Regions from separate parts of the Sus scrofa genome. Here region 2 is linked to region 1. A link is a contact called in public Hi-C data. All regions are on one chromosome and are shown on one strand. Each heading gives the region's core, a stretch centred on a gene start, on an enhancer-like site or on the middle of the called end of the contact. The rest is flanking DNA. Distances are from core to core; before and after follow the strand shown. Region 1 holds the start of SMAP1 (stromal membrane-associated protein 1). Region 2 overlaps SMAP1 (stromal membrane-associated protein 1).

The links. Hi-C and Micro-C count contacts between places; a contact is called where the count stands out from the background.
Region 2: a Hi-C map of liver shows a contact between it and region 1, with 4 times the contacts expected there. The contact joins the enhancer-like site here to the promoter of SMAP1 in region 1. A contact is called at or near these places in 1 of 5 promoter capture datasets (liver) and 6 of 47 Hi-C or Micro-C datasets (alveolar macrophages, embryonic fibroblasts and liver).

The regions. Positions count from the first base shown.
Region 1 is chr1:50,719,832-50,723,844 of Sscrofa11.1, reverse strand. SMAP1 (stromal membrane-associated protein 1) reads right to left here and starts at 2,272. Exons shown (of 12, transcript XM_021089443.1): 1 at 2,041-2,272. The coding sequence starts at 2,257.
Region 2 is chr1:50,793,117-50,797,129 of Sscrofa11.1, reverse strand. The region is part of intron 2 of SMAP1 (stromal membrane-associated protein 1); the gene reads right to left. Among named protein-coding and RNA genes, the nearest start is that of SMAP1, 74 kb to the right of the region's middle. Within about 2 kb of position 2,154, at least 10 of the 83 cell types and tissues checked have an H3K27ac peak or open chromatin away from gene starts, as enhancers often do. A contact at or near this core is called in liver, where this site is marked.

The sequences.
Region 1 (4,013 bases), core at 1,023-3,522:
AAAATCTGCAAATAATAAATATTTAAATTAATAATTTAACCAGCTTACTGGATACAAAATCAATAAATAAGTCAATTGTGTTTTTATACATCTCAAGATGCCTTCTCAGTTTGGTAAGCACTTTTCATTCCCTCTATCCTCAACAGAGCTGCCACTTACATGACAAAAAAACGTAGTGTTCAAATATATGTAAAGAATATAAATATGTGGAGTTCCCGTCGTGGCGCAGTGGTTAACGAATCCGACTAGAAACCACGAGGTCTCGGGTTCAATCCCTGGCCTTGCTCAGTGGGTTAAGGATCCGGCATTGCCGTGAGCTGTGGTGAAGTTCGCAGATGCGGCTTGGATCCTGCATTGCTGTGGCTGTGGCGTAGGCCGTCAGCTACAGCTCCGATTAGACCCCTAGCCTGGGAACCTCCATGTGCCTCGGGAGCGGCCCTAGAAAAGGCAAAAAGACAAAAAAAAAAAAAAAAAAAAAAGAAGGAATATAATATGAAAGACAAGGAACCCAATAAAAAAATGAAGAGATATTTTGCCAAAAAAAGAGCTAAAAACTTTTAAAAGATATTCAACTTCTCTAACCAGAGAAACAAAATCATAATACAACTTCAATACTCTATAGGCAGATAAAAATTAAATTTTCTGATATCAAGTGTTGGCAAATATGTGGAGCAACAGAAACTCTAATATACTCCTGGAAGAAGTATAAATTGCCAGTAGAAATGGAAAATGCCTTTACAACTTGGTATCACATTGTAAAACTGGATCAGGCCTATACCATGTGTTCCAGGAACTCAACCCCTGGTGCAAGTACATCCACAATGTACACAAGATGTGTAGCAGCCAATCCTGGGGTCTAGAATTACACAAATGTTCTCAGCGGGAAGGAGAAAGGAAAAATGTATGGTATGTGAATACCTACAACATCATATATCAATATGGACAAATCTAAAAATAGTGGTTGAAAAAGGCAAGTATAATAATACAAATGATATGAAGCCATTTCCATTAAGATCAAAAACACAGTTACACAATTGCCTCAGGAAGCACACAGATAGCTGGTTGGCAATGGAAATATTCTATTTCTTAAGTTGGAGAATGGGTTCATAAGTGTCGGCTTTGCTTCTTACACGTGTTACATAAATTTTGGTATCAAATACTTCATTATTAAGGTTTTAACACTACTGAAAAAGGGATTTTGAATGAAAACACAAATCTTCACACAGTTACTACCTTGCGGTTTGGATAAGACTTGTACTTTCTATATTATCCATTTCTGGACCATTTACAATTTTTTACAACAAAGAAGTAGTTTGGGGAGAAGTGATTTCAGAAAGGAAAACTGCATAGGAATCAGGGGCACATTAGGATGAAGGCCAGAACTGTTTTCAACTTACTATGCTTAGCATACTTTGTGAGTTAAGTCTTTAATAGTGTGAGAAACTTTTCAGAAAAAAATGAGTTTTTAAAAATGCTGAGTTACATTCCGTGGTCGCAGCCAAAAAAAAAAAAAAGCGCCCTTTAAAAAAAAAAAACGTTTTACTGAAAGCATGCATATTTTCTGTAATTAATTCCCACCATCTAATTTTTATTATACTTATTTACCTTCTCCATAATCCCGCACTTCTCCACTTTAAAAAAGATACTGTAAACTGCCATTATGTCCTTTTCGACGTAAATTAAGTAAGTAAAGGACGACTCTCATTGCCAAAGAGCCTCCTTTTCCATGCTTTTCACAAGCTTCAGACATAGCGCGCCCCCAGATAACCAGAAACGTTTGCTTCCCTTTCGAACCCAGAGCCATGGTCAGCGGGAAGCAGCTGTCCGGCGGGGCGGGCTCTGGGGACCCTCCAGCTCCACATCCAACCCGAGCTCCGGCGGGGAAGAGCCTGCCCAGAGCAGAGGCGAGAGGCCCCTAGCCGGACAGACAAGATCGCAGCTCCTGGGCCCCCGAGCCCGGGACAAGCGCAGCTACCCAGCCGGACGCCCTAGCCTTTGCGACCCCGCCCGCGACCTTGGCCCCGGAACTGGGCGCCTTACTTGCCGCTCTCCACGCTGTGACTGGGACACGACCCAGCAACAAAGTAAAGCACGACACTGGCATAACGTCCCTCCCACAGCCTCCGAGACTGCACAAACAGGAGATGAAGGCCGAGGTGTGCTCCCGGCAAGCACCGCGTGAGGGATGGACCGCCCGTGGGGCGGGGCCTGTGTACGCCGTGGGGCGGGACCTCCGTGGCCCGCTCCAGGAATCCATCGAAGGCCCTGGACTGGGCTATCTGCTGAAAAACGGCGGGTGTGGAGCGGCTCAACCTTCTCACGAAGAACAACCCAAACTGCCCTGAACCCCGTGTTGTTTAAGACCCCAAATCATGGCTGAAGCTGGATGAGGGGATGACTCCATTTGTTGCTCTTAATCTGAGGCGAAGATCGTTGTTCACTTCCCCCAAGTTGGGCACCTTCTACTCCTCTGTTCCTGTAATAGGCTTCTTTCTGGCAGTCCTCCCTTTTTACATTTTAAAATCTCTGCTTGTTCAGTGAACTCTTGAGTTCGTCAGTTCTGACCCACTGACTGGGTGACCTGGAAGATGAGGTTTTGAGTGAAGCGTAGAGCAAGAGAAGTCTCTCCATCTGGTCCAGCTGCCTGGAAGTAGCGCCACGCATCCACCCTCATGGTCCAGCGGCTCCAGTGCTGTTCCCAGCACATGTGGCAGATCAGGAGGCTTCAAGGAACCTATGGAAGTCTATACAGAACCACAGTGGGAGTTCCCGTCATGTTGAAGTGGTTAACGAATCCGACTAGGAACCATGAGGTTGAGGGTTCGATCCCTGGCCTTGCTCAGTGAGTCGATGATCCGGAGTTGCCATGAGCTGTGGTGTAGGTTGCAGACGCGGATTGGATCCCGCATTGCTGTGGCTCTGGCGTAGGTGTCTATGGCTCCGATTAGACCCCTAGCCTGGGAATCTCCATATGGCCGCGCGAGAGCGGCCCTAGAAAAGACAAAACAAAAAACAAACAAACAAACAAAAAAAAAACCCACAGTGGAGTGCCTAGAATTTTTTATTTTTATTTTTAAGGAAAGTTCTTGGCTAGCTAAGAACTGCTGATGTCTGGCCAAGCAACATCAGGTAGACAGGCAATCTGAGTTTCTCATCAAGAACCAGGAGTCATTTGGTCCTCCTAGATAAGGAGTCCTTTCAGTAGGAGGAAGTGATATATACAGAACAGGGCCAGGGCCAAAACCCAAGCAATCTTCATTAGCATTAGTTTGGTAGATCTCAAACACACACACACTTCACCCTTAGTTCATACAGACTGTCTTGAGATCCTGTGACAAGTTGGCTGAGGGAAAAATTCAAACCTAGATAACGGAGGACTTTGTACAATATACTGACCAGCTGGCAAATGACTGATTTGGCATTTTCAGCACCATTTAACAGAGGCCCTCAAGGAACAGCAGAGAGAAAAAGGATCCTCCCGGAGGCAGAACTTCATCTTATACTCTTTGCCTAGGAAGAGATAGAGCTTGAGATACAGATCTGCATCCTTTCATGGGCACTGGTTTAGTCAAACAGTCAGTCAGGGACTGGGAAAATGTAGAGATTTTGGAATAGTTTTTGGAACAGGTCCTCTCCAAATAACCCCAAAGCATAAGAATACTTGGGTCTCGGAGCTCCTGTCGTGGCCCAGTGGAAACAAATCTGATTAGTATCCTTGAGGACACAGATTTGATCCCTGGCCTCGCTCAGAGGGTTAAGGATCCGATGTTGCCATGAGCTGTGGTGTAGGTTGCAGATGTGGCTTGGACTCCGAGGTTGCTGTGGCTGTGGGATAGGCCAGCAGCTGCAGCTCAGATTCGACCCCTAGCCTGGGAAACTCCATATGCCGCATGGGTGTGGCCCCCAAAAGACCAAAAAAAAAAAAAAAAAAAAAAAAAAGAATATTTGGGTACCAATGAATGCTCAAAAGAAGGCTCCCGTTGTAAAAAGGTCCTAATCAGAACAAGATTACT
Region 2 (4,013 bases), core at 905-3,404, 73 kb before region 1:
TTGGTGGCTTATTCACGTTTATACCTTAGGCATAAAAACTAGAATATTTCCCTTAATTACCAAAAGTTTTCAAATACAGAAATACACAAAGAACAGTCCATTGCCCAGTTTCAACAATTATTAATATTTCTCATCTTTTGTAAGTGATGAAGTATTTTTTTGGCCATGCCCGCATCAAGTGGAAGTTCTTTTTTTTTTTTTTTGTCTTTTGTTGTTGTTGTTGTTGTTGTTGTTGCTATTTCTTGGGCCGCTCCCGCGGCATAAGGAGGTTCCCAGGCTAGGGGTCCAATCGGAGCTGTAGCCACCGGCCTACGCCAGAGCCACAGCAACGCGGGATCCGAGCCGCGTCTGCAACCTACACCACAGCTCGCGGCAACGCCAGATCGTTAACCCACTGAGCAAGGGCAGGGACCGAACCCGCAACCTCATGGTTCCTAGTTGGATTCGTTAACCACTGCGCCACGACGAGAACTCCAAGTGGAAGTTCTTAGGCCAAAGGCACTGCAGTGACAATGCTGGATCCTTAACCCACTGCACCACAAGAGAACTCTCATATTGAAGTATCTTAAAGTAATTTCAGATAAGAGACATCACCCCTAAATACTTCAGAATGAATCTTAAAAATATGTATTCTCTCCATAACCACAATCACCACGTATCTCAAATTAACAGTAAGTTCTCAATGTCATCTAACACTCAGTACGTATTCTACCTCCTAAACTATGTCTCCAAAAAGAATTTTTTTGTAAAGGTCTTTTTCAAAACATTTTCCTCTCAAGAACCACGTACTGCGTTTGATTATGTCCCTTAAGCGCCTTTCAGTTTAGAAGAGTCCCCACTCCAAACTTTTTAAAAATCACTGACTTGGTAAAGAGATACTAAACTCAGATTTAATATACGGAACTACAACCTCCATTCAAAATATTTTCAGGGGAAATACGTCTGTGATCAGTATAATGCTCCTTACTTCTGAAAATAACTTGAATATAAATATTCAAAGTGTACCATCAAGATTAAAGCTAAGCTGATGGTTCTGATCTAAAGATTTGTTATTTGGCTGTGGCATAACGGTAAGTATTATTTGGGTCTGATATTCTCCCTCTACAACAACTTTTAGACTAAAAGAATTTAGTATAGATCTGATGTGAACAAATAAGTCTATTCAATCTGAACATATAGTAACTTTAGCCATTTATACACTAAGTTATATATACATATGTGTTTTACACATTCATTTAAACATGCAAGTATTTTTATGTGTTTTCCCAATTACATTTATATCTCACAAGGTGTGGGCTAGCAGCCTGTTACCATACTTCAAATATCCGACAGCATTTTCACTATGAAACTTAAGAACTTCAACTTTTTTTTTTAGTATGTTTTGTAATTTTTTTTTTTTTTTTTTTTTTTTTTGGTCTTTCTGTCTTTTCTAGGGCCACACCCACAGCATGTGGAGGTTCCCAGACTAGGGATCAAATCGGAGCTGTAGCCACCGGCCTACGCCAGAGCCACAACAACGCCAGATTCGAGCCTCGTCTGCAACCTACACCACAGCTCATGGCAACGCCAGATCCTTAACCCACTGATTGAGGCCAGGGATCGAACCCGCAAACTCATGGTTCCTAGTCAGATTCGTTAACCACTGAGCCATGATGGGAACTCCAAGTATGCCTTGTAATCTTTTCTTGAAAGCTGGACATGATGTCCTATGTAAAAGAAACTGCTATAAACAGACCTTGGTATCATGGTGATGAAGTTTGGGGGAGTGGGAGGGTTCTACTGTCCTGTGATTAGATTTCAGTTTTCCATCCAGTCTCTGCCTCTGTATGTGAACTTCGCAAATCTTTTCAGTTTTTGCCCTCCCTTCCTTCAGTTGGACAGAGTGGCTAGATTAGGCAGGAGTTAGGATTTCCCTTCTCTCAAAGGGAGAGAAGGCTAGGAATAGGTATTTCCCTTCCCTGAGATCAGTTAAATAGTTTCTCCTGAGGGCCTACCTTGCTAAAAAACAAAAAAACTCTGGTGCATTTCAAAATGGTTCTTTCCAGTCTCTTCTGCCAGAAGCACTAGGAGCTTTTCTCCCCTATCTACTTGTGCTGAGCTCCTGGGGATAAAACTCACAAAAGTGTGGGACCTGCCCCGTGACTGAGTCCCCCTTGAGTAAGCCTCTAACAACTGCTCAATTACATTTTGGGTTTTCCCAGCTCAGTACTGGTTCCCACAGAGCTGTGACTAAAGTTGTGATTCTCTAAATTTACCCACCTATGCAATTCTGGGGACAGCAGTTTGCCCTGTGTGACCTCGTTTCTCTGACAGAATAAAAAGAGTTGCTGATTGTTTAGTTTGCTCAGCTTTTTTCTTGTCAAGATGAAGACCTGAAGCTCCTTCCAGTCTTGAAGCTAGACCAGAATCCGGAAGTCTCCTTAACCTTTTTTTTTTAAAAACAGAAAAACATTTATTTTAGGTAAAAACCACTGTTTCCTGTTGTTTATCGGCATACTCTAATGAATAAATTAAAAACAGTCAAAAGTATAATTGCCTAAATGTGGGACAAGAGATAAAAGCCCAAAAAAGAAAGCAATCACCTAATAACCTTGTCTTATCTATGAAAGTGAAATCATTGTCTTCACTAAAAAACAAATTCCAAATAACAACTAATTTTCAGTAAAGAGAGGAAAAACTGCTCCTGTACAAAAGTTGAGCAGACTCTCCACAGGAGGAAAAACACTTATTTTAATCTGACAATATGGGAGAAGTAAGAGCAGCAGTAGACTACTGATCCTTGCTTATAAAAAAATTATTTAATGAAAACAGAAAAGGAAACTATGTTACAAAGAGAAAGTATCTGTATCAAATATTTGGATAGAATTTATCTTTTACTTCCTATAGTAACCACATCAAAAAAATCCTCATAGTCAATTGCATTTAAAAATCAATTACATTTTTATGTTATATAAAATTCAAAAAATTTTCATAATAATGAAACTTAGCCAAATCAAGAGGAAGAAGTAGTTTTCTTACATCTGAAACCTTGGACAATTCTCTTAAAAAAGTAATTGGAAGGAAAAAGAAAGCAAAAATATGTTGCCTTTTTTTTTTTTTTTTTTTTTGGTCTTTTCTACGGCCACACCTGTGGCATATAGAGGTTCCCAGGCTAGGGGTCTAATGGGAGCTGTAGTTGCTGGTCTACACCACAACCACAGCAACGAGAGACCTGAGCCACGTCTGCAACCCACACCACAGCTCATGGCAATGGCAAATCCCCAACCCACTGAGTGAAGCCAGGGATCTAACCCACAACCTCATGGTTCCTAGTAGGATTTATTAACCACTGAGCCACAACAAGAACTCCTGCTGCTTTATTTTTAAAATTCAGTTATCGAGGCCACTTATAAAATGTGCATACAGAACTATCTCTTCAACTTTTTTTTTTTTTTTGGTCTTTTTGTCCTTTTAGGGCCACACCTGTGGCATATAGAGGTTCCCAGGCTAGGGGTCTAATCAGAGCTGTAGTCACTGACCTATGCCACAGCAATGCCAGATCTGAGCCTCGTCTGCAACCTATACCAGAGCTCAGGGCAATGCCAGATCCTTAACCCACTGAGTAAGGCTAGGGATCGAACCTGCAACCTCATAGTTTCCTAGTCAGATTCATTTCGGCTGCACCATGACGGGAACTCCTCAACATTTTTTTTTGATGGCTGCACCAATGGCATATGGAAGTTCCTGAGCCAAGGATCAAATCAGAGCTGCAACTGCAATCTACCCTAGCGGTAGCAATGGGTATTGCCAGATCCTTTAATCCACTGAGCGGGTCAGGGACTGAACCAAGCTGAACTGAGCCAAAGTGGGGCAATCAGATTCTGCTGCAGTTGGATTCTTAACTCATCGAGCCACAGCAGGAACTCCACAATCTCAAAATTTGTTATCTATATGTTAACAAGACTGCCCTAACTTTTTAAATGTGTTGCAAAATGTCTCCCTCAGTATCCAAGCTTTCATTCCTACACATGTGA